Linked DNA regions of Mus musculus: regions 2, 3, 4, 5, 6 and 7 are each linked to region 1. Evidence: chromatin contacts called from public Hi-C, HiCAR-type, HiChIP or PLAC-seq and promoter capture Hi-C data. All regions are on one chromosome and are shown on one strand. Each heading gives the region's core, a stretch centred on a gene start, on an enhancer-like site or on the middle of the called end of the contact. The rest is flanking DNA. Distances are from core to core; before and after follow the strand shown.

Region 1 (3,886 bases), core at 619-3,118:
AAAAGGCATGCACACAGCTTCATCAGCTTTAACAAGCCCAAGTCCTGTCTTGTTTCTGCCCACCTGTAGACTTAATGAGAGGTTCTTGTTCTCAGTCCTTATCTATTAGTTTACAATACCAACAGCGATGCAAATCCAGGCCAGCTTTATCACAAGCCCAACATTAGACAAATTGCTTGGCTGGTTCACACCCCAGGAACACACCCTTACCTTCATGAACTTGCTGGGTTGAGTGTTTTCCCCAGGTTTCTTTGTTACTTGCTGTCTCTTTCATGTTCATTTAACTATGGTGGGTCAATGTTTCCCTAGTCTGATTAAAGTCCTTTTATATGACCTATACACCTTCTAAGGGAATATTGGAAACAATAATATATGCATCTTCTAGCATTCATTCAAACTCCAGTGATGTCTTTAAGAGATTGGTGCATATATATATATACATATATATATGCACAATATATAAAAAATATAATGTAATATAATAACATATTATACAAGTATATATCATATTATATATTTTGTAATATATATAACTAGTATAATACATATTTTATAATATATATTTTATAATATATACTATATACTATATAAATAATGCATATAATTATAATATAATATACATTATTAAATAACTATAAACTTGTTGGAAGTGGGGTGAGAGATTTACAAAAGCACTTTCCCTAAGACTGTGAGATATTTATTATTTACACCAAAGACTGAGATTGGGACGCTCATGAAGCTTACGGAAAGAGGGAAATTCAAATTCCTCTAAGCTATTTCTTTGCATTGCTTCAGCCCCCAAGGAACTGTGGAAATGACACTCACACACCACACTCACACACCATAGTGATACTAGAGCCGGCTGGGAAACTTTCCTGACAAGTCAAATGCCATGACACACTGGGGTCAGAGTCTGGTAGTGACAGGATCTGATTCTTGTTTTATTGCTAGCAAATTATGGAACCTTTGATGCCTTTCCCCTGGGTGTTAAAGTGCCCAAGCTAAAAATAAAAAATAAAAATAAAAACGCAACTATATTATATTGTTTTTTTTTTCTTTTGCGTCCACCCATGTTTCCTAAAATGGCGATTTGTTTTGGAAGAAGTATTTTATTTGATGTTTTTCATCCTTAAAACCATTTTTAGAGAAGATTCTGGAACCCATCCATAAACCAGGTTGACTGAAAACTTAGAGAGATCTGCCTCCTAAGCACTGGGATTAAAGGCATGTGTCGTCACGGACAGCTTTATGCTCTTTGATTCTTCTTCTGGAACTAAAATATAACTTCCTTCAAAGAAAGCCACCTTCTGATCTGCGCTTGAAAAAGAGATGCGTTTGAAGGCCATCACAGCCTCACCTTTTGCTGTTTGCTGTCTTCTTCCCACACAGAATAAATTAACAAAATATTTGGCATGGATTCTGGACTGAAAAGCCTACACCGGAACTTTTTCTTTCGGGTTCTGATACTTTTTTTTTTTTTTTTTTGTCAGTGAAATACTCCTGTTAGTCCCCAGCAGAACAGAGAGCTCTGGGTTGAGACCACAGTTATTGTCATCTCTTCTGCAGTGATGGATCAGAGACTGGACAGGAAGCGTGACTTCTGAGATCTCGTAGAACTCTACGTGTTCTGATTTTGGGTTCTGAGGTTCAGAGAAGGGAGTTCTAAAGCTTTGGGGCTGTAAGTCTTTCCCTTTTCTCAATGCACATATATTTCTGATTCTGCAAGCCACTATGGGTCCCTGAGTGGTAGGTTGAGAGTCACCCTGATCCAGGACTTCAGGCCCTGCCCTCAGTGCTGGGCGCTGCAGCTCAACCTGTATTGCAGGCTGCGCGTCAGTGCTAGTGGGGGTGTGCCCGGGGGCGTGACGGAGGCGTGCCCGGGGCGTGGCCAAGGCGGCGCACGCCGCGCCCTCAGCGGAGCGAGAGGCCGAGCTTGCTGCATTGCAGCCGCCGCGGCGCCGCTCGGCTCTTCACTTCCAACAATGGCGGCTCCGAGCCCGAGCGGCGGCGGCGGCTCCGGGGGCGGTGGCGGCACCCCGGGGCCCATCGGACCTCCAGCTTCTGGCCACCCGGCGGTCAGCAGCATGCAGGGTAAGGACGGTGGGCGCGCAGAGACCCCGGGGCCCCCTCGCGAGGCGCTCGGCCGAGCCGCGGCCTGTGGAGCCGCTGCGTCCCCGGGGCTGTCTGAGGAAGCCGCCCGAGCTCCGCGTCTCGGGCCCGGCCTCGCCCCGGGATCCCCGCCCCGGGCCGGGTTTCGGTGAACGCTGTGGCGGCTCTGGCTCTGCCCGCTCCGGCCCACCTGGCCGCCCCCGCCCGCGGCTCACCTGGCGCCCGCTGGCTCCGGGAACGCGCGCGGCCGGGCCTCTGGCTCGCAGGTCGGCCGCGTCCCGGCCCTCGGCCCCGCCGCCCCCGCGCGCTGCAGTGGGGCCGGCTCAGGGCCATCTTGCGCTTCACGGTGCGCCGCTGGAATAGGGCCACTGCGCTGTCCCCCCGTCCCCAAAACTTTGCAGGGTGTCTGCGTGGGAGGGGCGGGGGGTTGCGAGGCCCTGGGCCACCTGTAAGGTGGGGAGACAGCCATTGGCCCCGGAGAGGCGTTTCGACCCAGGCCCGAGATGTGTCTTATCCTCGCATGCAGAAAAGAAAAATCAGATAAAAATAGAAGACCGAGTTGGGCTGAAAGGGAGAGAGATTCAGGAAACCGAATGGCAGAGGTCAAAGTGATCATGTCTGGGCATCTGAGGCAGCTCCCCTGTAATGGCCTTTCCTCACCGGGAGGCCTTAGGAGCTCTGTGTGGGATTTGACAGGGGGTGTTGTGAAAATAACAGGCCCGAGTCCATTTCTTAGGTTTATTGGGGGGATTGACACAGGCAAGCCCAGAAATCTCTTGACAACTTTAGCAAACGACTTATGTTGAATTATTAGAGTCGTTTGGATATCTTTGGTATCAGTATGATACCAACTCTTCATAAAGCGCTCCTTGTGTCTAATGAAGTTCAACAGATTATATGTTGAAAATTTCGTGTTTATGCCAGCATACCATGATTTGGGCAGCAGAAATACGATCTGTATTTACATCCCTTCCCATAAGAAACATTTATGGGATAGTATATAAACAGATTGAGCATTTCATTCAGAAGATATATTCTGTACAGGTCCTAAGCTAATTAATTCAAATTTAGTTAGTTATTGGATGCCTGCTATGCTCCATACAAAATACAAGATGGATTTTCTTCATCTCACACCTTTACTGTTTGTTAAGATAATTTGGGGTTCTCATCTCTTTTGCCCTGTCCACAGTGGGTGACTTAAAGTTTAAATATTTTAAGGGTAGAGACAGAGCCTGATTTGAGCTCAATCCCTGGGATATACATGGCAGGAGAGAACTGATTTTCTCAAGTTGTCCTCTGACCTCTACCCTTGAATACACAATAAATAACTCAGTAAAACAATGAATATATTTCAGGTGTGTGTGTATGTGTGTGTGTGTTTTGAGAGACGTGGCTGACCGTTTGAAAAATCTGTATACATTTTTTTTTCTTGTTCAGAAAATCTTGAGCAGCTGCTTAGAGCCAGCGTAGAGCTCCCTTTTGAGTGTGTAGAGACTAGTGAACCCAGTGTCTCACCTCTGATGGAGCTGCTTAGAGCCAGCGTAGAGCTCCCTTTTGAGTGTGTAGAGACTAGTGAACCTAGCTGTCTCACCTCTGATGGAGCATGTCCCTTTGAGGATGCAGGAGGGAAGACATGGAGGTAAACAAGAAATGGCTTAAGAAAAATGAAGGCAACGGGCTGGGTTTTGTGATAGAAGATTACAGGGCCATCTCCTTGATAAGATGACAGAGAAAGCCTATCTGGAAAGAACAGAGATGGGGCCTAGGCAATGAGAAC
Region 2 (3,886 bases), core at 422-2,921, 1.8 Mb before region 1:
TAGACACACAGTCCATTTCAACTTAGGCACACCCCAGCAATGGACCTGCACCTCCACGTGTCCCACATTGCTACAAGCTGGCCTTGAACCCTTCCTTGCTCTCAGGATACGAGTGTGCATGTTCTCTGCGGATCCTCCCTTCCTCCTCAGGGCTGATCAGGCCCAGCAGCATCTCCATAGCTTGCCGTAGTCCAATCTTGAGCATTCCTCACTTGGTTATAACATGATGGTCTAGCCTGTGGTCCTTCCAGCAGTAACTCTCCAAGGGTGGTCCTCTGAACCAGCATCACACGTGTCCTTTGGGAGATAACTAAAAATGTAGAATCCCAGTCTTGGCCCAGCACTACATCTGTGGGTCTAAGCCCCCCTGGACCATTCAGACACCGGTTTATTATTACAAAACTTCCGTATACATATTCTTGGGAGGTCAAGGGTCCCAGTTAGAGGATACTCTTGGGTAGCAAGCATTATTGTCTTCTCCTGGTCCCAGTTCAAGCTTCTGGGAAGGAATGTTCAAATCAGGGGTGCTTGGTGGCCTAGCAAGGTGGAGGAAGATTCCATGAAGGATCTGAGTAGCCTTGCCTTGTGAACTGGACCTCACAGCCACAGAGAACCTTAGCAGTGGGAAGGGGGATGCCATACAAAGCCTAGGCTAAAGGGCAGATCATAGGAAAGGCGACCATCCAGGCTCAGAGGTCAGCAAAACAAGGTTTTCTATCCCCACTATCTCAGAAAAGCTTCCACTGACAAACTGAGAGGAGGCATGTGCCAATCTGGAAACCGAGTTAGATGTCACTGCTGCCTAACTACCATCTGGGGAGCGGAGACACCCAAAGGCTCCCTTTACCTTCCCCTAATGCAGAGATTCACTGTTCTTCCCTAGATCTTGCACCTCAGAACTTTCCCGGTAAATCTGGGGCATGGGGGAGATGCCAGATGGGCAGGAAGAAGCCATGCTTTATATTTAGAAAAATATAATATATAATATATATAGAAAAAGAAGAATGGTACAAAGGTATAAATAAGTCCACAGTGGCTCTCTTCTCCATCACATGCCTTTAACTACCTGTCTCAGGTGAGCCTTCCCACTCCAAACACTCCTCTCCCATCTTTCCACACAACTCCTCACCCCACCCCACCCCCACCCATCGTTTACTCTCTGCCCATACCTCCTCTTTCTGCTCTTGTCTTGGGCACATATGCCCTCTTGGCACAGGGTCCACAGAACTTCCAGACTCACCAAGTACTATCCAATCTCACAGGGTCTTCAGAATCTCCTCTCTGCACTATGAAAGGCATTTTCACAACAGACAGAGAGGGTAGGTCAAGCATACTTCTGCAGGAGTGGTTCTTACCATGAGTGCTCAGCTGGTCCTTAAGGGCAGTTGCTATGGAAGAGATGCCAGGGCTGGTCTGAAGCCCCAGGCTCAGGACTGGGCTCCAGGCAACTTGTTCTGCATGGCACCTTCTGAGGAAAGTGTGGCTGAAGCAAGCAGCTGCCCCGGGGCCAGTGCGCTGAGCACCCTGGGGGATGTTCCTGTGGCTTTTCTCATCACTGACATCTCTGTTCTTTCACAAAGAACCCACTACATTGCACAGTTCCTCCCAAATCTGCTCCCGTGCCTGTTGGGAAATCAACAGCCCATGCAGGCCTTTCCAGATACAATTTCTAGAGGACTTCCCCTCCCACCCCCTTTCTCAGCCTAAAAAAAAATTGGCTTAGGTCAGAGCATACAATAGCCAAGCCTGTGTCACTGACCAGATGACTCCCACCCCAAGGCCTATGAACAAGGGCACCTTTGTCTACTGCATTTTAGACAGGACTCCCTGGGCCTGCCTTATCCCTGCTGGGAGAAGTTTCAGCCAACTTCTTCCCAAACCTAAGTCAGGGCTCTGGCTTGGGCCTGGCTCCAGCTGTGTGAATCCAAGGTCTGATAAAAGCCAGTATGAAAAGAGTGGAGAATTTCCAGAAAGAACGATTGTGTGAAACTAATCTCTGGCCTTGGCTTTCAATCTATGCTCACTATCTATCACCAAAGGCTGTAAGTAAAGACAGGGCTGGACCCAAGAGCAATGCTGTATCTACTACCAGTTATATAGGTTAGGTAGGGGCCTGGATCCCCAGTGAATCTGATGTCCTGTTTAAAAGCTTTCTGGAAGCTGGGGAGTCAGTTCTGTGGGGAGAATGTTTGTTGAGCTAGCATGAGAACCTAAATTCAGATCCCCAGAACACAAGAAAACCAGATATCCACAGTAGAATATGTCCATAACCACAGAGGTTTTAGGTAAGACAGAAGATAGGCAGGAAATCTGGAAGCTCCTGGAAGCTCGTGGGCCAGGTAGCCTGAGGTGTGGAAGGACAAACAAGAGATATCATCTCAAAGGAGGTGAAAGGCAAAGATTCGCAGCTGAGATAGGCATGCCATGACACACAGATGGCTGTGTTCACACATGCACACACACACATATGTGCACATACAGATGTACACACAGATAGACAAATAAACAAACAGAGGCCTTCTGGAGCCATTAAAGTTTTAGCACTCAGATTGTATATTTCTGTTTACTTTCTGTTACAAACTCTGGGATTTTAGCAACTGATTGCTTTTTGTGTGTGTGCTAGGACTCGAACTCAGGGCCTTCTGTATGCTAGATGAGCATTCTACCAAGAGGCTGCAGTCCCTGACTGGTTCTTTATATAGGATTATGTAAATCAGGTTACCACCCAGCAATGGAGTCAGTCCAGGGTCTCAGTGGTGCTGCTGTTACACTGCTCTGAGGTCTCAGACAAGGCAGGCAGGCTTCAGGTTTTTCCCAGAGGTTAAGTAGAGACACTTGAGTATCTTTCTAAATGGATGCGAAGGGAAAAATAAAACAGCACTTGGTGCAGTGAGGACACTGCGCACACTCGGTAAGAGCTGCTGCCGTGTTTTTATTCTCACAGTGGCTCAAAGTGTGGGAGACAGGCAGCTGTCCCCGAGCACAAGACAAAGTCTACATTTGATAACAAAAAGCAAATAAGCCGAGTGAAAAATCAGCACAGGTCATCCTTCCAAAGTTATAACATGGCCTGTAAGGAGACAAAAAGATGCTCAACATCATGGAAATATTAGGGAAATGCAAACCAAAACTACAGGAGTTATCACCTGCATCACTTGGGTTCTGGATACACACCCCAAAGAGTTGAAAGCAATGTTTTGAAGAGATATTTATACATTCTTATTCGTGACAAAAATAATCCAAGTGTCCCTTAATGGATAAATGTATAAACAACAACAAAATGTTGTTTAGGTCCTGGGGAGATGGTTTAGTGGTCAGTGTACCTGTTGTGCGATCATGTGGACCTGAGTTTGGGTTCCCAGCACTCATACGAAAAGCCAGGCATGGTCACGTATGTCTGTAACCTTAGTACTAGCGGGATGGGGGCATGAGGCAGAGGCAGGCAGAACCCCAAAGCCTGCTGGTTAGTCAGTCTAGCCAATCAGAGAGCTCTAGGTATAAGAGCCCATATCTCAAAAAATGTAAGGTAGAAAACAATTGAAGTAGACACTTATCATTGGCCTCTGGTCTACACACATGCACACATGCACCCCCCCACACACACACACAAACTTGAACACACACATACACAAGTTATGTAACAATAATAAATACAATGGAGTATTATTCTGTCTTTAACAAGGAAGGCACATTCTGCCATATGCTCCAACATTATGTTTATTTTACACTATGCTAATTGAATTAAACTCATCAAGATGGATACATTCTATGTGAGTCTTCTTAGATGATGTTCTTAGATCAGCCAAACTTGGAGACAAGAAGGAGACTGAAGAATGGAAAGTTACCTGGTGGTCCAGTTTTAATTCTGTAAGATGAAAAGATTGGC
Region 3 (3,886 bases), core at 854-3,353, 1.7 Mb after region 1:
TCACATGCTGATGTAGAACTCTCGGCTCTCCAGCACCATGCCTGCCTGAATGGCACTATGCTTCCCTCCATGATGATATGAACTAAACCTCTGAACTGTATGTCAGCCACCCTCCGTTAAATGCTTTCCCTTGTAAGTGTTGCTGTGGTCGTGGTACTTCTTCACAGCAAGGGAACCTCTAACTAAGACAGAGTTGGACAGTCTTTAGACAATTTCTATGAAAATAACACCTATTATCTCCATAATGTATTCATGTATGAAATATATGAAGATACTTATATACAACTATCTTCATAAAATTTTACATCTACAAAATTGGTATCAACTGTCTACACTAAGGTTTTAAGTATATTGAAAGTTGTATAACCACCCCACAATCAATTTAGGACTATTTTCATTTTCTCTCTATCTAAATGAGCCCTGTACCCACCAGCGACATTCCTCTTTTCTCTCTACTCCTCCCACTAGCACCAGGTAATTACTTACCTACTGCCTCTCTTTAATGACTTAAGAATTCTGGAATTTTCATACACATGGAAACTATCTAATACATGGCCTTTTGTGATTGATTTCTTCAACTTAGTATTGTTTTCATGGTTGTAGTATGTATTTGCACTTTATTTTCATTTCATGGCAAATAGGCCAGTATGTGGATATGTCACAGAATATCAGTTGATGTATAACTTGAGTTATATCCACTTTGGGATATTATGAGTGAATGAATGCTGTCATTTGTCTTGGGAATATACCTGGGAAAGGCACAGCTGGGTCAGGAGGTAGCGCTGTGTTTAACTTATTGAGGAACACCTAAACTGCTTTTCCAAAGTGGCTACAATATTTTATATTCCTATAAACAATGTATCAGGATTCCTACTTCTTCACTAACTTGTTAACTCCTGCTATTGATTAATTTTGTTTATAGCCATCTTATAGGTGTACAGTCCTATCACTTTTTGGTTTTATAACACAAATTTTAAGAGACAACTATAAAGAGATAGGAAGTACAGTAGACTGCTATACAATCTACAGTTTGAATCACGCAATCTCTCTAGCCCTCAGGTTCCATACCATGTAACCATTGAGTTAGGTATCTGAGATCTAGTTTGTAAAGGGCTAACTTATTTATGATGATCAGAGTTCCAGGAACAGTGGGTCTAATTAACCAAGATAGCTGTAAAGCAGAAGGCCTCCCCTAAGCAGCACTCACTGTTGGTGTGATTAGATCCCAAATTGTGCTTTTCATTTGTTGATTTAAGGTTTGTACTTTGTAATATTTCACTTAACACAGCATTTCAAAGTGCTCGAAAAACAGTGGATTGAACAGTTGTTAACTTTTCAGTTATTCACCAGAAATCCATCCTCTTCTTCCTTAGTCTAAGATTAATTTGATGGGGACAACCATTATCCTAGGTCCACAGTGATGAACTGTGATGGGCCTCAGAAAATCCCATTCTCTGCTCTGTCTTCCTGGTAAACTGGAAAACTCTCACAGTTCCTTCTACTGAGCAGCAAGTTGGCTCTTCAAAGCCTTTCTTTAGCCTACTTCACAGAAATGCTAACCTCATTCCATAGCGCTTTCTACCTTATCCCTATCGGGATGACGCTCACCATGACCAGTTCTTGCTGCAGAGACACAGTGCGTGCTCTTACACAAACTCCTGTCTCAGTGGCCCCTGATCAGCACCTGAGGTGAACCACAGAGATCTCACCTCATCGCTGAAAGCAAACACAAACTGCCCTTGTAAGTCATGTTTTGCTCTTTTAATGAGTTTCTTTCTTCCTCGTTTTTTTACTTACCAAACTCCACGAGAAGCCAACAGCCTGCGCAAGATCAGCCTGGGTGACAACTGAGGAGGCATTCAATTCTTTCAAGCTCAGGGGACTGCCGGGCCGGGCCGGACTCCAGAGCCCTAACCCCGCCACGACTCGCCTTCCGCCCGCGGGCTCCGACGATCTGTCCCTCCCGGGCAGAGAGCTCACCTAGTCTACATCTGGAGCGTCTGAGGGGAAAGCGAAAGCTCTACCATCCGATCTTTATAAGCTCCGCTAGCCTAGCTTTCAGAGAGCGCTGGGAGCCGGAAGTGACAAGAGGAAGTCCCGCCTCACTCAGAGGGCGGGCTAGCAAGATGGCGGCGCCCAGGAGCCGGTGAGGTGAGAGGCGTCCTGGGGTCCTGGGGACTGCTGCACCAGTACGTTATGGCCGCGTCCCCGCACACCATTTCCTCGCGCCTCCTCACAGGTATTGTACCCGGTTGGGAATGATCGTGGACGAATTGTTTTCTTTTTTGCCATGTGCGGTACCGTGTTGCCGGCCGCCTGCAACCTTGGAAGCCCTTGGCTTGTCACTTGGCAGGGAGGTGACCTTTAGGGTCACCTGAAGGGACGAGGCCAAGTATTGTGGACCAGCTTTGCACCGTAGGCCAGGTGGTCCCTAAGGCTTGATATCCCGTGCTCTTTGGAGTTTCAGACAGTGCAAGATGGAGGGACAGGATAAACCATGGGGCTCCACAAGCCTGGCACATGAGAGCCGCGGTTCCTGGCCACCGCCTTTTAATGACAAGAAGCGCACCTCCCCCCCCCCCCCCCCCCCGTTAAGGAGCTGTCTTCCAGCTTAAAGTGTTACCTTAATCACCATGATAATGATAACTGCCAACTGAATCCCATTGAGCCAGCGCTGTACCATCAGTATGGCTCCTTCCATCAGAAGGACTTTTGACAGATGTGTGTTTATCACAAACTCTTGAAAAGCTCCTATATTTTACCTTTTCAGGGAGGCCAACCTTAGCACTCTAACTAAAATAGGAGTCTTTATCCTTCTTTTCTTATATCATATTAATTTATCATGAATAACACACGGTGTAATTGTTCACACCTGCAGTACAGATGTGCAACAATTTAGTGTGTTCCTCCCAGTAAGAGAAACACTTTGTGAAAGTAAAGATAGTCTGTCTCCCTGGTTCACCACTGTATCCCTCATGCCCAGAGCAATGCCTATGTGCATTGGTGATGCTCAGTCATTTGTGAATGAATGAGATTGTGCTGGTAGAAATTTTAAAGAGGAGGTTGGTTTTGTGACTAGTATCCATGGATGGTGGCAAAGTGATCTATAGTACAGACAAGATAGTGGAAGCCATTGTGTACCTTCTCACAGCCCAGAACCATCCTGTAGGCCTCCCTGTCACTTACACACTGCCCACTGTGTCTGGCTGACTGTGGTGATCACTGTGCTTCTGTAGAGCTCTTTTCTCCCGTGCGTTTGTATGATCCCAGTGCAGATCATTTGACTTTCTTTAATGAAACATTTACGCGTCTATAATAAGGTAACTGAGCTAGGTGATCTCAAAGGTACCTTCTGGCTCATAAACCAGGGCAGGAAGTGGAAGGGTGGGTAGAAGAGACAAAGTTGGGCAGTACTTGGTAATTGTCAAAGCTGTGCGTTGAGTGATAGAGCCTCCTTGGACACCTCTTTTCATATGACTGTCATTTTCTAAAATAAAAAGTTTATGGGGTTCTTCGTGTGTGTGTGTGTGTGTGTGTGTGTGTGTCTGTTGTGAGTCTTTCTTGACTCACTTCTTTGTTACTTTCTGTAATCGCTGATTGTGAGTATTCCTCGATGCAGACACTCGGTACTCATTCTTAGAGGGCTCATCTCAGTGCTGGACTATCTGTCTGTACGGACGCTTCTTCTTTGTATACAGATTCCTCAGGGCAACCTTTCTTTCTACTTTTCTGTTTGGTATTTCAGCTTCTTTTTTTTGGGGGGGGGGGTTCGAGACAGGGTTGGTTTCTCTGTGTAGCCCTGGCAGTCCTGGAACTCACTTTGTAGACCAGGCTGGCCTTGAACTCAGAAATCTGCCTGCCTCTGCCTCCCTAGTGCGGGGATTAA
Region 4 (3,886 bases), core at 919-3,418, 1.3 Mb before region 1:
TGGCCCAGAACAATACAGTGATAAAAGACACCCAAAATTAAATGCTTTAGCCAGCCACTAGGGGGCCCATCTCTCATCCTTCGACAGAGGCTAGGGCATTTTGCTTTCTCCTAGCGTCTGGGATGCCTGCATTGTTTCAGATGCTGAATTCCAGACCCAGGCTCTGGCTCCTGAAATGAGTGGAGGAGGGGTATATGCTTATGCAAAGCCCTGTGAGTGAGGAGCTTGGGTCAGTGCTGAGAAAGAGAAAGAGCAAGTGCCTTACCCTGCTGTCTTCTGTCTCCACAGTGACTTTCCCATCCTGGCTACTCTTAATTTTCCCCTTGACATATTCTTCCTTTGAGTCAACCACAAAGCAGTAGGTTTTGGCATCAAAGGGCTGGTTCTGAGCTTCGATCCTCTCCTTTTCCGACTTGCGGAGGAAAGGTGCAGCTATGCCAAACACTTCCATCTCGGTGTCGCTACTCATGGTGTCGGCTGCAAAACAAACCACGGGTCAGCCCAGCTGCTCCCTGGGCTGGCAGCTGGCAGCCTCCTGCCCATCCTAGTATCAACCTGCCACCCTGCAATGAATGGAAGCCTCTCAGACGGGGTCAAGGAGGTCTGGCCTGCTCCATGCCCAGTGGCGCTTCACACAAGGGTTCAGCACTGGGAATATAATCCGCTCATATTTGTTGAGTTGCTAATGAATGCCACGGGCTTAGACAGAATCTATTTACTCCAAGCATCTCCATTCTTTCAGCCTGGTGAAGGGGCCTTTGAAATGCCACTTTTGACACTATGTCTTCCTTTTCTGAGAAGCACGGGTAGAGCAAACAGAACATTCAAAATTAAATACCATGAAAAAAAAAAAAGAAGTAAAGGCATTCCATGAAAAAAAAAAGGTAAAAGAATTCCTTAAAGAGAGAATACTAAGCAGAAAATGGCAGAGACAGCTTTGAACTGTTTTGAATCGACATGGTTTCTGCCTCCCATGCTAAGAATAGACTGAAGGCCAGGCATGGTGGTCTATGCCTTTAGTCCCAGAACTTCGGAGGCTGCGACAGGTGGATCTCTGTGAGTCTGAAGCCAGCCTGGTCTACCTAGAGAGTTCAATGCCATCTGGGGCTACACAGTGAGATCCTGTCTCAAAAAACAAAGGAACAACAAACCACCATAGAGAATAGATGGGAACCTCTAGCCGCACCCCTGAGGATGAAGCCTGCACTTCTCCGTTAAGCTCTGTAACTCCTCGGGGGCACAGGCATGAGGGGGCAATGGGTGATCTGGGTTTACCTGAAGACTTCCTGAAGCTCTGGGATGTGGCCCCAATGCTCACCTGAGTCACACCTGCAGGACAGCAGAGAGCAGCAGCAGTTGTGGACGTATGGGACCTGCAAGAGCATGCACACAGAGTTTAGTGGCCACCGTGATGTCTGCTTCTGTGACGAACCAGACCTTGGTGAGGCTCAACTAAGACACACAAAGGACTAGACAGTCAGAAAGATCCTTAGCTCTGAGGCAAGCCCTAGGACTGCAGACAGATCATAGTCTACAGCTAGGCATAACTACCAACTGCCTGGCAGGTTGGCTCCTCCAGCCCACTCTGACAATTTCTTCAGACTGCAAGATCCTTCATTGTGAACAGGGCAGGGATTCTAAATGGACTGAGTCCCTGCCAATAAAAGCTTCTGTTAGCGGGTGGGGACAGGCCTCCTGGTTATCTGAAAATGGAGACGATGCTGAGATTGGCTAATTTAAACCTGTTAAGCAAACATGTAGTCTTGAGGCCACTAAACACCCAGCAGGTATAGCGTCCAGGTAGGAAACACAGAGTCCCCTGTTCATTCTGTGGATCAGAGAGGCAACAGGAGAACATGGAGCCATGGTGGACAGGCCCATGCCTGTCCAACAGGATCCTTCCCAAGCAGAGAAAAGAAAGGGTGGGCAGGACCCCAGCTTCGATGATCTGCTAGAGGCAGTGGGATGCTGGGCTCTTGGGTCTCGCATCTCACTCTACTGTATTCCTTGAGAACGCCTTGAGAAGAGAAAAGAGGCTTGCCTGCTATAACAAAGCCAGGGAGGGCCACAGTCCAGGGCAGTGGCCGAATCAGGTCTAGAAGCAGTAAATGCCACAGAGATACTAGGAAAGTGTAAGACTTACCTCTGACTGTGACAGAGAGAAGCATAGAGGAGAGCTGCCCCCTGGGCTTTTATAGGCCACCACTAACCCCCTGGGCTCATTCTTCCTCTATATTTGGAAAGAGAATGACTGACACCACAGGCTGAGAACTGGCCCCCTCCACACGTATTTTTCGCCGTTGCCAAGGGAAAAGTATATATAGAAATGAGCAGGGTCCGAAACCATTTTTTCCAACTGTAGAAAGCTGGGAATTTGAGATGCCTTGCTCTGTGAACTCAGGGCTGTAGCTTCTCCACCTAGCACAATGGGATCTCCTTTGCTTTAGGAGCCCCTACCTGGCTCCATCCTGCAGGCCATCCCACCCTGAAATCAGCTGAAGCCACTACCACTTGGGAACAGGGGACACACAGTTGTGCTATTTGCTTAGAAAGCTCATCGAAGATAAAGTAGAATTGAACTTGTTGAAGTCCCCTCACGGTTATGAGCCAAACTCTGTAAAACTTGTGCAGTTGGATTATAGTTTTTTTTTTCTCCTTCTCCATCTCTCTCCTTCCCCTCATTACTTTCTGTCTCATTACTATAATTATTTACTTAATCCTTTCTTAAGCACTAGCAGGACCAACAAGCAAGTAAATGACAGGGAGCTATGCCACCAGCCCATGTTCACAGTGACAGCTGCTTAGGGGCCTGTGGTTATCAAGACATATTACCAATTAGGAAAGGCCAGCTGCCAGCCTAGATAGGGGGCGAGGGGAACGGTAGTGGCCTGAAGAGAAAGGGGGGATGGGTATCGCCTAACAGATGCTGTCATTTCTAAATCAGGACTGGAAAATTAAACCTTAACAAGAGAATTAAGGTACAGTTGACATTTTTGTCCATTTCCATTCCTCTCTTTCCTGGTCCAGTCTTTGTGGTGAGGGTCTGAGTTGTATGGGGTCATGGTTGTTCATTTAATAGAGAACTTCATGCCAATACATCCCATTTGAGAATATGGACTGTCCTCTTACAGCCTACCCATACACTGGTAAGGGAAGAAGGGAGAAAGCAGGACCAAAGTCTTCATAGGGACCATTATTTTTTTCGAGACAGGGTTTCTCTGTGTATCCCTGGCTGTCCTGGAACTCACTTTGTAGACCAGGCTGACCTCGAACTCAGAAATCTGCCTGCCTCTGCCTCCCAAGTACTGGGATTAAAGGCATGCACCACCACCGCCCGGCCATAGGGACCATTATTAAACATCCTCTGTATGTTCTTTCCTATTGAGGACTCTTCAAAAAGGCAGAGTGGAATCGGAAGATAGTCTTTCCCCAACATAAACCATTTTGTGGGCAATGAGTCATACAGCCTTCACACATTCCCTTCCAAGATTTAGGCAATTTCATAGCAGAGAGGCCACGCTGAGGCTCTCTGATGCCTGTGGTTAGCTAGACATCAGGCCACAGTGAAGTCACATCTTCTCATTGCTCCTCTTGCTCTAGTTTGGACTGAAATGTCCCTCTTCCTTCTAGCACCATTCGTCCTGAAGTGTCCACCCATCACCTGGAAGAGTATAATCTCCTGGCTCTGAGTTTCTTGCCCAGTGGCACATTGTCTCAAGCTTCCATAGTCTCTTCTGTTCAGATCCCGTGAAGACATGCGTGGGCAAAAGAGACATGGGTCATCTAGGCATCACCAAGGGAACAGATGTCGACAGACCCCACCCCCCACCCCCAGGACAATGCCAGAGGCTGTGGCTGTGTCTTTGACATTAAGCATACACAGGTG
Region 5 (3,886 bases), core at 675-3,174, 1.3 Mb before region 1:
CAGGACCTCAACAAAGTCCCGAGAGAAGATCAGGATAGTACAGGCTGAGGAACAATTTACTAAATAACTGGCCTGTGGTTTTCAAAGTTGTCAAGGCTGGCAAAGTCAGGTGAGCCCTGAGAAATTTGTAATCTGCAGAAGCTGAAGAGACAACCAGGAACAAGGAATGGGTCTGAATTGATGCTTTTATTGCAAAAGCAATACAGTATCAACCTCAACATTTCACGACGGTATTTCATAGCCTTTCCTGGCTTCCCCTCCACCACAGACAGCCTGGGCTTGCCCAAAGCTACCACCCCAACTCCTTTGCAGTACCTACCCACACCGCTCTACATGCCTGAACCCTAGGAAGTCTTCTCAGATCCCACAATCAAGATTTCTTCAGGCCCACACAGACCCCTGCCTGCCCTGCCCTCTGACCTGGAAAACAGTATCTAGGGAAATCCTTGAATTATTTTAAATCAAAAGGTTTAAGGACAGGGTTGGCCAATAGCCAAGTAGATAGAAGTGCTTGACAGAAAAGCCTGATTACCCAAGCTCAACCCTGGGAACCCACCATGGAAGAATACTCCCAAATAGTTCTCTGGCCCCCACTGTAGCGTGCACACATCTGCATGCACGCGCATGTACAATAATTAAAAAGAAAAAAAAAATACTCCAGGGGGTAACCACTTACTTTCTATCTTTTCTTTCTTGAAGTACTTCATTCCAGCCAATAAAGAGCCTCCAATGGCAAAGGTGAGAGCTAAAGACTTCCAAGAAACAGGCTACTGGGGCAGAGATTCAAACAATAAAACAAGTAAGATGCAAACACTTAACAGAACTCTATTTGTTATCTTCATTTTCACAGCAAGTACATACACACAAACCAGTTGCATACACTGAATGCTTCAGGTTATTTGGGGATAAGTAATGGCTATAATCTACTGCAAAAGCACCCGTTTCCAAGAAAAAAAAAATGCCCTAGTTAATTTACAAACTAATTAAGGGCTGGGGGGGGGGGCGAAGCTCACTTAATTGGTTGAGTGCTTGATTGTCATGTCCCAAGGCCATGGGTTCCACGCCAAGCACTGTATAAAAGTGGGTGTGGCAATGCACACCTGTAATCTTAAGCATCCTGGGAGGGGGATCAAGCTCAACAGTCATTCTTGGCTACATATAGAGTTCTAGGCCAATCTAAGATATAAGACACCTGATCTCAACAAACAAAAAAAGTGACTGATGACCGGCTTATGCTGATACTGAGGATAAAAATACATCTGGGAAAGTTACCCAACTGGCTTCCAAAATGACATCAAAAGAAACCTAAAAGTGGGGCTTCCTGAAAACTAACATTGTGTTATTTCTCTGTACTCTTTAAAGTCCAGAGCTGATTCCCCCCCCCCCCCCCCCGGAACAAAAGCCCGAGTTGTAACCGCGCGGAGGGAGAGTAGGTTCTCAAATTCTGTAAAGGCTGGGACCAGGAAACAGTTCTGTCAAAGTTGGAACTATCGCTGACCAGGAAGCAAGGAAGGGATTCCATGGCCCTTTCACGCCAGGAAGTTCCTGAGATGTGACCTTGCAGGGTGCAGAGATGGAAAGCTGCAGAGAGCGCCGAGCCCAGAAGGCTCCATGCGGACACTCACCCCAGGCTTCGGGCGGTGAGACCCGGCTTGACCGCCCTTGGGCTCCGGACCGGCCCCCGGCGGTGGCGGCCCAGCGCTGAAGGCTCTGCTCCGCAGGCAGGAGCACGCTTCCTCCGGTCTCGGCCTCTCCGCCACATCCCTGAGCCCATGGCCGCGAGGGAACAGACGCCAGAGCTGGCGACACTGCGACCTCACCACTGCGGCGCGTACAAGTGCTGCCATGAGTTTAGGAGACCGCGCCTCCTTTGGGCCACCTCTCCATTTCCGCTCGAGCTTCCGCTTCTGCCGGAAGCCGAAGGAGGCCGCTCTTTCCTCTTGGCTCGTTGGTGACGCTGTTTGCCCTCTGGTTGTGGAGGAGTCCCGGGTCCGGCGGCTGATAGCGGTAGGTGGTTCTCAGGATTGGAGAAGGGTGGAGCTGCTTGTGGGCGGCGAGCTTTGGGAGATGGTTCCTTGGGATCCTGGCCTGGGCCTGGCGGCGGCTGGAAAACACAAACATCGCAGTGGGACGAGGTGGCCCTGGGTCTTCTAGCCGGGTTCGCTCCTCCCAGCTGCAAGGGACTAGGGGATCCCTTCCTACTGCCCGGTCTAAAAACCGGCCGGGTGGAACTGCGAGGTCTCGGACCCCAAATTAGAAGTCATCCCATAACTTTTGAAATAACCATAATAACCCATGACTTGGAAGAAATAATAAATAAGACTTTGAGTGTCTAGGATAGTAAGATGACTTAAGACCAAAGTGGCAGCGCTTCTAACTGTAATACAAGCCGCCTGCTAATAAGGAAGGCACTGCAAAGGTGTGTGCTGCGTCATACCCATCCTTCTTTTAGTCTCCGTGGCTCATTTCTTTAAAAGGTCTCCCACCTACCCAACCTGTCTCAGATTTTAAACTGTGTTGAAGGTTTCCTCATTTGGGACTGCTTAGTTGGCTACAGCTACACTTTCTTGTTGTTGTTCCTTGAGAAATTTTAAGTCGTATTCGTTTTGTTTGTTTATTATTTGCAGTGCACGCGCTGAGCAAATGATCTCCACCTCATTGTTTTCTCACCTTTGCCCCTCTCTCCCCACCCCGCCCTGTGGTGTTGTGTATAACAACATCCGTCCTTTAATTAAAGCACTTTTTTTTTTTTTAAACTCCAAGGGGATCCCAGCATTGCTTCAGGGATTGTTGCATTGGAGCATGATACTGTTCTTCTCCGTGCTTGGCTTTTTTGATCTATCGGGCTGCTCTCTAACACCGTAAGTAATATAGTTCAGTGATTCTTGTTTTGCCTCGGCCAGGTTGATCAGCAATCTCATGAAATTTATACTCAAAGTTACTAGAAGTTTTTGTTTTTTGTTTTTTTATAAAACAAATCATTGTTGAAGTTTATGAAAAGATTTTAACACAAATTGAAGAGCATAGATGAATAGAGAGATGCTTAGGAGGAGAGTACACACCCAAAAGCATGGGCTTTTCAGGAGTCACACTTTAATGTTTTTATAACAGTATATATAATTTGGGTGGCTTCTGAAGGTACATCTTAAAAGATCGTCAAACAACTTTTTTCTTTTAATCTCATTTTTCTGGGTAATAGATTATAGGCTGGCTCCAGGGGTACCTTGGGTAGGGTTACACAAGGGCCTTGGGACATGTTTAGTGCAAATAAAGTTTATAGTCTTTGTTTGTAAAATTTCCAGAAAACTGTAGCTTTACGTCTAGGAAAGGAATAGGACCATACTCCAAGGTGATATGTGCTTAGGCCCTTAAGTATAGTTTATTGCTATTTTAACATTCTTATTTGAAATCTACATAAAGGGAATGCCATTTCTTTGTAGGCAACCTTCATAGCAGACATTATTAATATCAGGGAAATTTTTGATTCTCAGGTGGCAAGAGACTCCAACCAGACTCTGGGCCTTCCCTTTCCTTCTCATGTCTTCCTCATTTTCCCTCTGAGACTGATTCCTTCCTCTATCTTAAGAGTTGATGGTGGTGGAAAATCTGTTTCCTGTCACTGTTTGCTGAACAAGGATGCATTCCCTGCCTATCCAGCCACCCACTGTCTCAAGCTCTCTCGTCTAAGTAGGATGTGTTGCAGACTATTTGATCACACCACGAACCTCAAGATTGTGTTAGTTACTGAAAAGTGCTGTTTCTAGTTGTGGTGTGACTCGGACCTTAGTGCACACCTGTAATCCCGAATTATGAAGGTAAAGTTAGCTTGTAGAAGAAAGCACTCATGTTTGAAAGTAATGTCTAATTGAATGGCAGACAAAGTGAT
Region 6 (3,886 bases), core at 963-3,462, 1.2 Mb before region 1:
TGTGCATCCATTCCTTCTGTACTTCCCTCGGGAGGATCTTTACGAGGAAACTTTATACAAGGCTCCTAAGAAGATGGAGACCATGTCCCTGTCCTTCTGGAAGCTGGCTGCCCAGAGCATCAGCCAAAGGAGTTATTGCTACAATAAGAGATCAGGAAGGATGGTCAGATCCTCCTGGAAAGAGGCAGAGCGACTGAGATGGCATCTGAGACAGTCCTGGGAGCCTGGGCACACAGCAGCAGGCAGGCTAGGGGCAAGGCCCATTTGCCATCATTTCTGGACTAGACTCCAAAGACAATGCTGGAAATGTGGGATGGGCCATGCTATGGTGGGGCTAAAGACCAAATGGAGGAGCTCCGACTTAGCTTGGGAAACAACAAAGGGTTTGAAAGCGGACAGTGTTGTAGAGGCAGAGGAGGCAGGAGGCAGATAGAAGAGTTATAAGGCTGTCTTCAGGGGAAGTAAGGGAGGGCTGAGTGGGAACGAGCAAAGGTAGGGTACTCAGGCACTGTGCATGTACCTATGCCTAGAATGGATGCTGCTGAATTCTTTTTTTACTTTTGACAGCATCTCAGGGCAGTGATGTTAAAGGCAACAGGTATTGAGTGAAGATGCCTAGTAGCTCTGCTGAGAACAGAAATTGCTGGGTCAGTCAGGAGGTGGACGAGGCTTAGGGAGGAGGTGTTCTGTGGGATCCCAGACAGGTTTCACAGAGCAGCATGGTGGTGCTGGTGGCTATTTGGAGCCATCTTTTAGAGAATCAACATGGAGCTTCCTGAGGGGATATATGAGATATGATTGTGAACTCAGGCTATGGAGCAAAATGCTGAGGAGGTCATCTAATTTGGGGAGAGGGGACTCTGGATAACAAGCAGTTTCAGGCCATGGTTCTACTGCACCAACATTCAAACCAGGCTAGAACTCAGCTCTGCATTCCTGGTGTTCTCACTCACTGCTCTCTATACAGTGAACACTGTCCCCAAACCCAAGAATGAGTTTCTCAGTGATACTGTGCAGTCTGCCTCCAAGACGGTCTATTGTTGTCTGAGAACAAAAGTCACAGATGGATATAACCGGCACACATCCTTGTTACGGCTGTCATAAAGGTTAGCATAATGTATGTCAAATGACTAGCATGTTGTAAGTCCTTAGCAAAGACAGGAGCTCTTACTGTCATGCCCGGTGTAGTCATGGGAAGTGGGAGTCGCTGGTATAAGCTCTCTCTGCAGAAAGACTTTCGTGTCTACAGAAAGTTCAGAATTCACATCTCCATCAGTTATATGATCAGAGTGATTTCCCCCTCCGATGCGAAAAATTAGGGACATGAGCTCACAGAGGTATTAATTTCTGGGTTTTAGACAAGAGTCCCAGGATCAGAGTGTAGTCGTGTCAAATGGAGGAACGTTTTGCAAGTAGCTCATACTCACCACCCACAACTCTGCATCTGGATCGTTTACCTAGAATGTCAAAACGTCAAGGTGTTAGCTCACATTAGATCCATGTATCCTCTGTCTGGTCTGGCCTTGTGTTTACTATTCATTGCGAAGAACTAGGCGCTACAATGGGCTCAGGGTACATAACACCATGAGCTAGTTTAGCAGTCTGCACATCCCGATGGCAGCAGGGACTCTCCTCTCGGTTGAACACAACAGGTAGATCTAACCACCCAGCCATGCATCTTTTGAAAATAACTGCTTGGGATTTCCTAAGAACTATTATAGTGTATATGAAAATCCTAGGTCCCAAGATACGAGGGCAGTCACCCTGAGGATGATCAGGAAGAGGTCTAGGAAGGGTAAGGATGCTGTCTATTCTATTTCCACTTTCCTCCCAGGCGCTAAAACCCATCTCACTGAGGCTGAAGATTCGAAAAGGTGTCAGAGCTGCGGTTCTGGGCCCCTTTCTAAGTGACCGGCTGCACAAACTTGCACGCGGGGCCGCTAGGTCAAGCTCTGAGTGCGTTGCCTAACTACACATATTCATCCATGTTCTTTCTGCTTGAAAGGACTCTGTGGGTCCCAATTCGGCTCCACCCTGAGAACTGGTCGCCCAGGCTTCGCGGTCCCTCTGCCAGCCCTCCTCAGCCCGCCTGACCTGCACCACAGCGGCCAGGGCGAAGAAAGCTGCCATGAGTGCGTTGCAGGCCCGCCACAAGCCGGGAGCCCAAGTAGCCACTGCTGGCGCCATGACCTGGAAGCCGGAGGAGCAGGACAGGCCCCAGAGGGGCGTGGCCAGAGGGCGAGGCTGGGCTAGCGGGGCGGTACCCAGGAGGGGCGGGGCGTAGTAGGTGGGGGAGGGACAAGGGGCAGGGCTCAGACAGCGGGAGCGGGGATACAAGGGCGAGGCGAGCCCTTCTTCCCTCCCCGCCCTCCTCAGGTCTAGAACGGTCTTGCGGCGCTCTCTAGTGGATAAAGTGTATCATTGGCATGTGCCTTTCTTTTCCCTTATTCTTTCTCTCATTAAAAAAGCAAATGAAGCCGGGCGTGGTGGCGCACGCCTTTAATCCCAGCACTCGGGAGGTAGAGGCAGGCCTGGTCTACAAAGTGAGTTCCAGGACAGCCAGGGCTACACAGAGAAACCCTGTCTCGAAAAAACAAAACAAAACAAACAAACAAACAAACAAACAAAGCAAATGAAAGAAACAAAACAAACACAACAGAACAAACCAGAAACGCAAATGAAGAAGAGAAAGGAAAAGAAAAAGGACGCGCTAGCGCGCGTGTTCTGGTTAGGTTTTGTTTTTGTTTTTGTTTTTCCGTTTTCTGTGAAAGGGTCCAGTGGCTGTCCTGGAACTCACTATATAAAACACACTAACTTCAAACTCACAGTCTGGTCTCATTTACACATTCATAGTCCTAAATAGTGCTGGAATTAGTATTTAAGTGCTTCTTTTTAAAGCTCCCGTGCTTCCAGAGGGAGGAAAACATTGCGACATTTCTGAAGTGAGTTCCAGAGGCAGCTCCCTTTACCTTCACGTGCTCTCATCATATAAGATATTTATTTATGTATTATACATATTTATATTTCTAACCCATCTGCAAAACCAACGTTTCCAACACTCATTTGCTATGCATTTCTTAGAAAGGGAAGACTTGGAAGTATTGGCAGCTCTCTGCTCACTTATTTCAGCCAGTTTCCTGTTGTGTAAGCTACGGAGTAGCTCTTCTTTGGGCTCATTTACACATGCATAGACCGAATCATTGTTATTCTAAATAGTCTTTGTCACCTCAAATCCTGCATTTTGGGTGCCTGACTGTTCTGCTTTCCTTTTAACTAAAAGAAGAAAAAGATCAACTTCTCAGAAGTGTTTTCCATTCAAGGGCAGCCTTTAGAGCAGCACTTCTCAACTTGTGGGTCGCGACCCCTTCGAGGGGGCCAAAGGACCCTTTCATAGAGTTCCCCTAAGACCACCAGAAAGCAGATTTGCATTATGATTTATAACAGTAGCAAGATTACAATTATGAATAGCAACAAAAATAATTTTATGGTTGAGGGCCACCTTTGTTGTGATCATAAAAAAAGAAAGAGCTATAAGAATATGTTCTGGCAGGGTGTGGGGAAGGAGATGTCTCCGTGGGTCCATGCCAAGGTATCCCTTCCCTCTGAGGGACCAGCCACACAACAGTATAGTATGGAATAGTTTATTTAGGGCGCAAGGAGGGGAGTAAAGAGGGCAGTAGAGGCAGGGAAAGGCAAAGAGAGAGAGGGTAGAGAAGTAGAGGTCGGCCATGACCACGTGGAGAGAAAGGAAGTGAATGGGGAGAAAGAGGGAGCAAGGGGCAAGAAGCAAGAGGCAAGAGAGTAAGAGAGTAAGAGAGAGAAGAGGGGCCAAGCAGCCCCTTTTATAGTGGGCCAGGCCTACCTGGCTGTTGCCAGGTAACTGTGG
Region 7 (3,886 bases), core at 953-3,452, 1.2 Mb before region 1:
TTGCCACTTCCTTGGTTTCCAGGTGGGGTTTACGTGTTTGCTCCCTGAGACCATGAATGACCTGCCAGGAGAGATGCCCGCTGACTTTGAGCACTGCTACCATGTAAGGAAGCTCACGGTGCACATTAGTGACCTGCAGATGCACTGACGTGGGCCCGAGCCAGCAGCTTGCATCATGCCCCAGCAGCGTGAGAGAGTGAGGGTCCAGATGACTCCAGCCCACGCTCTCCAGACTGTGTGCAACAGAGATGAGGTACCCCAGCTGAATGCACCCTGCCCAAGTGGCAAGTCTGTGTCAAATGATTTCTATTATTATAAGCTATCATAGTTCAGTTATACAGTGGCTGTAAGTGGGAAACCTTGCACCATGGCATTCCTGGGTGTGCCCAGCCTTCCCACTCATTTCCCCCGTCTCCACATGCTTCCTCCAAGTGGCTCATGATGCTCAGAGTAAAAGTCAAGGCCTCAAAAGGTTCTCCTATGTTTCTTCCTCCACGGATCTCATCTGGTTGCTCTTTCTTGAATGCCTTGGGCTCATGGCTACCACAGGGTCTTTGCACCTGCTGTTTCTGTCCTGCATCCAGATATTTCCATGCTGCCCCCTCATTGACTTTAGTCAGTATGGGCTCTGCCACTCTCAGATCCTAACACTTCCTGCCATCTTTTTATTAACTTGTCTTTTCTTGAGTACCAATCGTGTGTGTGTGTGTGTGTGTGTGTGTGTGTGTGTGTGTGTGTTCATATGCAAATGAGTAGCCATCTTGTTCCTCTGTCTCTTCACTGACTGGAATGACATCTCTCTGAACTTTGCCTGTGTGGTCCACTGCTGTGTACCCAGTACCTGGCACAGAGTATTTGATAAATATTAGTGGAATAAATGACTGCTCTGAATTCATGCCCAGGGGACCTGAAACCCTGCTAGGTGAACTTGGACACGCAGCTGCCTTCATTTACTCCAGCATCACTGCCATCAGAACAAGTGTGGCCATCTTCGGTTCTAGTGGACCAGGGCTCTGCCACCCAGGTCTGGGGAGAGCATCAGGTATATGACTGTAGCCTTGACTTTAACACAATCAACAAAATGCATTGCTCAAAAAAATATGTGCCACAACTTGTACAAAAGGAACTTGAAATGCCGTTGCTCCCATTTTCTGGCTGGCTGACTTAGGACTTTCAGAGCTTCATGGTCCTCAACATTCTTTTGAGTCCTGATAGCTGAAAAGGCCATGAGATGTCCAGGAGACCCAATAACCCTGGGACCTGGTGATCTCCTGCTTAGGTGTGGGTACAGGTTAGTTAGAAAAGGGGGGATGTCCAGCTCAGAAAAGCAGTGTGCATCCATTATGTATTGAGTCTCTCTCTCTCTCTCTCTCTCTCTCTCTCTCTCCTGTGTGTTGAGGAAAAGGGAATCACAATGATACTTTCAGGTTCGTCCCCTGTGACATTATGGATGGTCCCTGGTGTGCCCCCAGGGTTTTTAAAATTTTATTTATTTTTATTAGATATTTTCTTTATTTACATTTCAAATGTTATCCCCCTTCCTAGTTTCCCCTCCAAAAAAAACCCCTATTCCCCCCCCCGCCCCCCCTGCTCAATAATCCACCCACTCCTGCTTCCCAGCCCTAGCATTCCCCTATACTGGGGCATATAACCTTCACAGGACCAAGGGCCTCTCCTCCCATTGATGACTGTCTAGGCCATCCTCTGCTACATATGCAGCTGGAGCCATGAGTCCCACCATATTGGTTGGTGGTTTAGTCCCAGGGAGCTCTGGGAATACTGTTTAGTTCATATTGTTGTTCCTCTTATGGGGCTGTAAACCCCTTCAGCTCCTTGGGTACTTTCTCTAGCTCCTTCATTGGGGACCCTGTGCTCTGTTCAACAGATGGCCGTGAGCATCCATTTTTGTGTTTGTCAGGCACTGTCAGAGCCTCTCAGGAGACAGCTATATCAGGCTCCTGTCAGCAAGCTCTTGTTGGCATCCACAATAGTGTCTGGTTTTGATGGTTGTTTATGGGACTCCCCCCAGGTTTTAATGGGCATAAAGTTCTCTGAAATGTAAGCATAACTTTTCTATGCTTCTATTTTATTTCACTGATAACACGGATTTCAACCTCAAGTACACTTTAGCCTCCCAGGAGACCTCCTACAATGCTGGTGTGCAAGCATCTCCCTACAGTGGCTAAGTGTGACTCTGGACACGGAACCCGACATCGGTATGCTTCAGAGGTCCTGCAGGCGATGAACTTCGGCCAGGACTGTGCTTCACAGTATTTGTGAGGATCAAGACATTTTACCGGGAATTAAAGAAAATCTCCCTAACCTTGGACTCTAGGGGGTTTAGTACTTAGTTCTGTCGTCCTGATACCTTTGACCTTGAGCAGGTTTCTGGGTCTTTTCAATCCTGATTCTATTCCTTGGTAAAGTGAAAGTAATTATGACTTCCCACCTGCTGCTGGCCCATGGTTGTAAAATCTATGTGCAAAAGGGCTTTGTAAATCTCCAAAGGCTATACGAATGCCAGAAAGAAATTGTTAGAATTATATGTGCCAGTCTCTCGTAGCGACCCCAAAATGGGCACATTCTTACAGGAACGTTGTGTTGAAAACAAAGCCAAGGGCACGGTTCAAAATTTGCTAAAGCTAAACCAATGCTTGTGAATCCAGGATTGGACACGAGATGGCGCAAGCTTCACGGCACAGTCACTAGGTGGCGGGGAAGGGGGGGGTGCGGTGCCGCTGCGGGGCTGATGATTTTCGATCTGCTTATGGTTAAATGCAATTATTTATGGAAAGAATCATCTAACTATCAAGATTTGAGGCCGTGCACCCTTCTATCCGTGCACAGTCGGTTGGCAGAGTCCATCTTTTCTGAGCCCCTTCTTTTCGTTCTTTCTTTGAATATTTTTAGTTATTGTAATCAAAATCCTCTTTGGCCTGGCGCGCTCAGATTTACGAGCAGCATCAAAAAGCTTTGTGTCTGGCAGTGAACCAGGAAGGAGGCCTCTTTGGCTCCTCTGCAGACTTAATTAGCTCCGGAGCTCTTCTTTCTGTCATCCCAGGCTCCGCCGACCTCCTTTGGGTTTTCTGGGGTGGGGGTGGGGTGGGGAGGTGGTGTCACATTTCCTGCCTTTCTCCACCCCTCGGTGGGCCCACTCTTTGCAAGTCACTTTAGGGAGATGTAGATGTCAGGGAGGGTAATTGTAAAAACTGGCCGTCAATTAAGGAAGCAGAGACTTCTAACCGAAGGAAACCAAACCACGACATTGCAGCTTAGATTTTCTTGTAAGGCTTACACTGAGTTTTCTTTCTTTCTATGGGGCTTAAGAAAAGCACATCTGACATGTGAACATTTATACCGTATGACTCAACCAGTGCCAGTACATGCAAACATTTCAGAGCAGTATGGTCCAAGTGAGTCAATAATGCGTTGAGCTGGCCCTCGTTCTCACAGGCAGAAAAAGCCAGGGCTTTTCAGTGACTCCTGTCTTGTTAGTGCTACTCTCAGTCCTAGAGAACAGGAATAAGGTGACAGGGACTCCACACATTTTACCATCCCCCGACACCCTGGATCCCCAGCTGCCCAATATTTAGGCTGATCGAAAGTGAAGGGTGGGCTTTGTTGATAAGGTCTTAAAAATGCAAGAAACACCCCTGGACAAACTCCACTGTTAGCTAGTGGAGTGACTGACATCATCGTGGCCACTTGAGTGGAAGTGCTTGAGTGGTCACATGATCCAGTGAAGCACGACAGGTATATGGTCTGAGTGAAGGTGGTCTGTACAGTGTTGGTTTCTAGAACAAGGTCCCAACTGTGACACTCTGCCTAGGTCCCCTGGTCTGTGTTTTGTTTTCCCCAGCTGTGTGCCCTCCCTATTCCCGGATAA

Evidence for each region. A called contact is a pair of places that touch in the nucleus more often than the background predicts. HiCAR-type assays count read pairs that join an accessible place to other places. HiChIP or PLAC-seq counts read pairs in DNA pulled down with a chosen protein or histone mark. Capture Hi-C pulls out chosen DNA fragments and counts their contacts.
Region 2: an H3K4me3 HiChIP or PLAC-seq map of pro-B cells shows a contact between it and region 1, with 8 times the contacts expected there. The contact joins the promoter of Gas7 here to the promoter of Map2k4 in region 1. A contact is called at or near these places in 1 of 39 promoter capture datasets (pre-B cells), 1 of 484 Hi-C or Micro-C datasets (B cells) and 2 of 115 datasets of contacts at active chromatin or transcription factors (embryonic forebrain and pro-B cells).
Region 3: a contact with region 1 is called in an H3K27ac HiChIP or PLAC-seq map of thymic regulatory T cells, with 9 times the contacts expected there. The contact joins the promoter of Cox10 here to the promoter of Map2k4 in region 1. A contact is called at or near these places in 2 of 39 promoter capture datasets (liver and pre-B cells) and 1 of 115 datasets of contacts at active chromatin or transcription factors (thymic regulatory T cells).
Region 4: a HiCAR-type map of astrocytes shows a contact between it and region 1, with 6 times the contacts expected there. The contact joins the promoter of Myh3 here to the promoter of Map2k4 in region 1. A contact is called at or near these places in 11 of 39 promoter capture datasets (the 3T3-L1 cell line, the C10 cell line, cranial neural crest and 8 more), 5 of 115 datasets of contacts at active chromatin or transcription factors (astrocytes, embryonic forebrain, embryonic limb bud and 2 more) and 1 of 9 other capture datasets (embryonic stem cells).
Region 5: a contact with region 1 is called in a promoter capture Hi-C map of adipose tissue, with 4 times the contacts expected there. The contact joins the promoter of Adprm here to the promoter of Map2k4 in region 1. A contact is called at or near these places in 7 of 39 promoter capture datasets (cranial neural crest, embryonic stem cells, frontonasal cranial neural crest and 2 more), 7 of 115 datasets of contacts at active chromatin or transcription factors (CD8 T cells, embryonic hindbrain, embryonic stem cells and 2 more) and 3 of 9 other capture datasets (adipose tissue, embryonic stem cells and liver).
Region 6: a promoter capture Hi-C map of adipose tissue shows a contact between it and region 1, with 4 times the contacts expected there. The contact joins the promoter of Tmem220 here to the promoter of Map2k4 in region 1. A contact is called at or near these places in 6 of 39 promoter capture datasets (frontonasal cranial neural crest, hippocampal neurons, liver and 2 more), 2 of 484 Hi-C or Micro-C datasets (both in embryonic stem cells), 9 of 115 datasets of contacts at active chromatin or transcription factors (embryonic forebrain, embryonic limb bud, embryonic stem cells and 3 more) and 1 of 9 other capture datasets (adipose tissue).
Region 7: a contact with region 1 is called in a Hi-C map of B cells, with 7 read pairs. The contact joins the enhancer-like site here to the promoter of Map2k4 in region 1. A contact is called at or near these places in 3 of 39 promoter capture datasets (cranial neural crest, frontonasal cranial neural crest and second pharyngeal arch cranial neural crest), 1 of 484 Hi-C or Micro-C datasets (B cells), 2 of 115 datasets of contacts at active chromatin or transcription factors (embryonic stem cells and large pre-B cells) and 1 of 9 other capture datasets (embryonic stem cells).

What each region holds. Positions count from the first base shown.
Region 1 is chr11:65,786,341-65,790,226 of GRCm38.p6, reverse strand. Map2k4 (mitogen-activated protein kinase kinase 4) reads left to right here and starts at 1,868. Exons shown (of 11, transcript NM_009157.5): 1 at 1,868-2,091. The coding sequence starts at 1,983.
Region 2 is chr11:67,584,285-67,588,170 of GRCm38.p6, reverse strand. Gas7 (growth arrest specific 7) reads right to left here and starts at 1,671. Exons shown (of 14, transcript NM_001109657.3): 1 at 1,356-1,671. The coding sequence starts at 1,358.
Region 3 is chr11:64,077,689-64,081,574 of GRCm38.p6, reverse strand. Cox10 (heme A:farnesyltransferase cytochrome c oxidase assembly factor 10) reads left to right here and starts at 2,103. Exons shown (of 7, transcript NM_178379.3): 1 at 2,103-2,239. The coding sequence starts at 2,197. 2810001G20Rik (RIKEN cDNA 2810001G20 gene) reads right to left here and starts at 2,091. Exons shown (of 2, transcript NR_033780.1): 1 at 1,798-2,091.
Region 4 is chr11:67,076,582-67,080,467 of GRCm38.p6, reverse strand. It overlaps Myh3 (myosin, heavy polypeptide 3, skeletal muscle, embryonic), which reads right to left and starts at 2,168. Exons shown (of 41, transcript NM_001099635.1): 1 at 2,144-2,168; 2 at 1,319-1,329; 3 at 266-477. The coding sequence starts at 469.
Region 5 is chr11:67,050,656-67,054,541 of GRCm38.p6, reverse strand. Adprm (ADP-ribose/CDP-alcohol diphosphatase, manganese dependent) reads left to right here and starts at 1,924. Exons shown (of 5, transcript NM_025510.3): 1 at 1,924-2,007; 2 at 2,764-2,861. It overlaps Sco1 (SCO1 cytochrome c oxidase assembly protein), which reads right to left and starts at 1,872. Exons shown (of 6, transcript NM_001040026.1): 1 at 1,626-1,872; 2 at 677-767. The coding sequence starts at 1,847.
Region 6 is chr11:67,023,480-67,027,365 of GRCm38.p6, reverse strand. Tmem220 (transmembrane protein 220) reads right to left here and starts at 2,212. Exons shown (of 6, transcript NM_001291042.1): 1 at 2,095-2,212; 2 at 1,428-1,457. The coding sequence starts at 2,187.
Region 7 is chr11:66,983,842-66,987,727 of GRCm38.p6, reverse strand. No RefSeq gene overlaps it. Among named protein-coding and RNA genes, the nearest start is that of Gm12299, 16 kb to the left of the region's middle. Within about 2 kb of position 2,202, at least 144 of the 459 cell types and tissues checked have an H3K27ac peak or open chromatin away from gene starts, as enhancers often do. A contact at or near this core is called in B cells and embryonic stem cells, where this site is marked.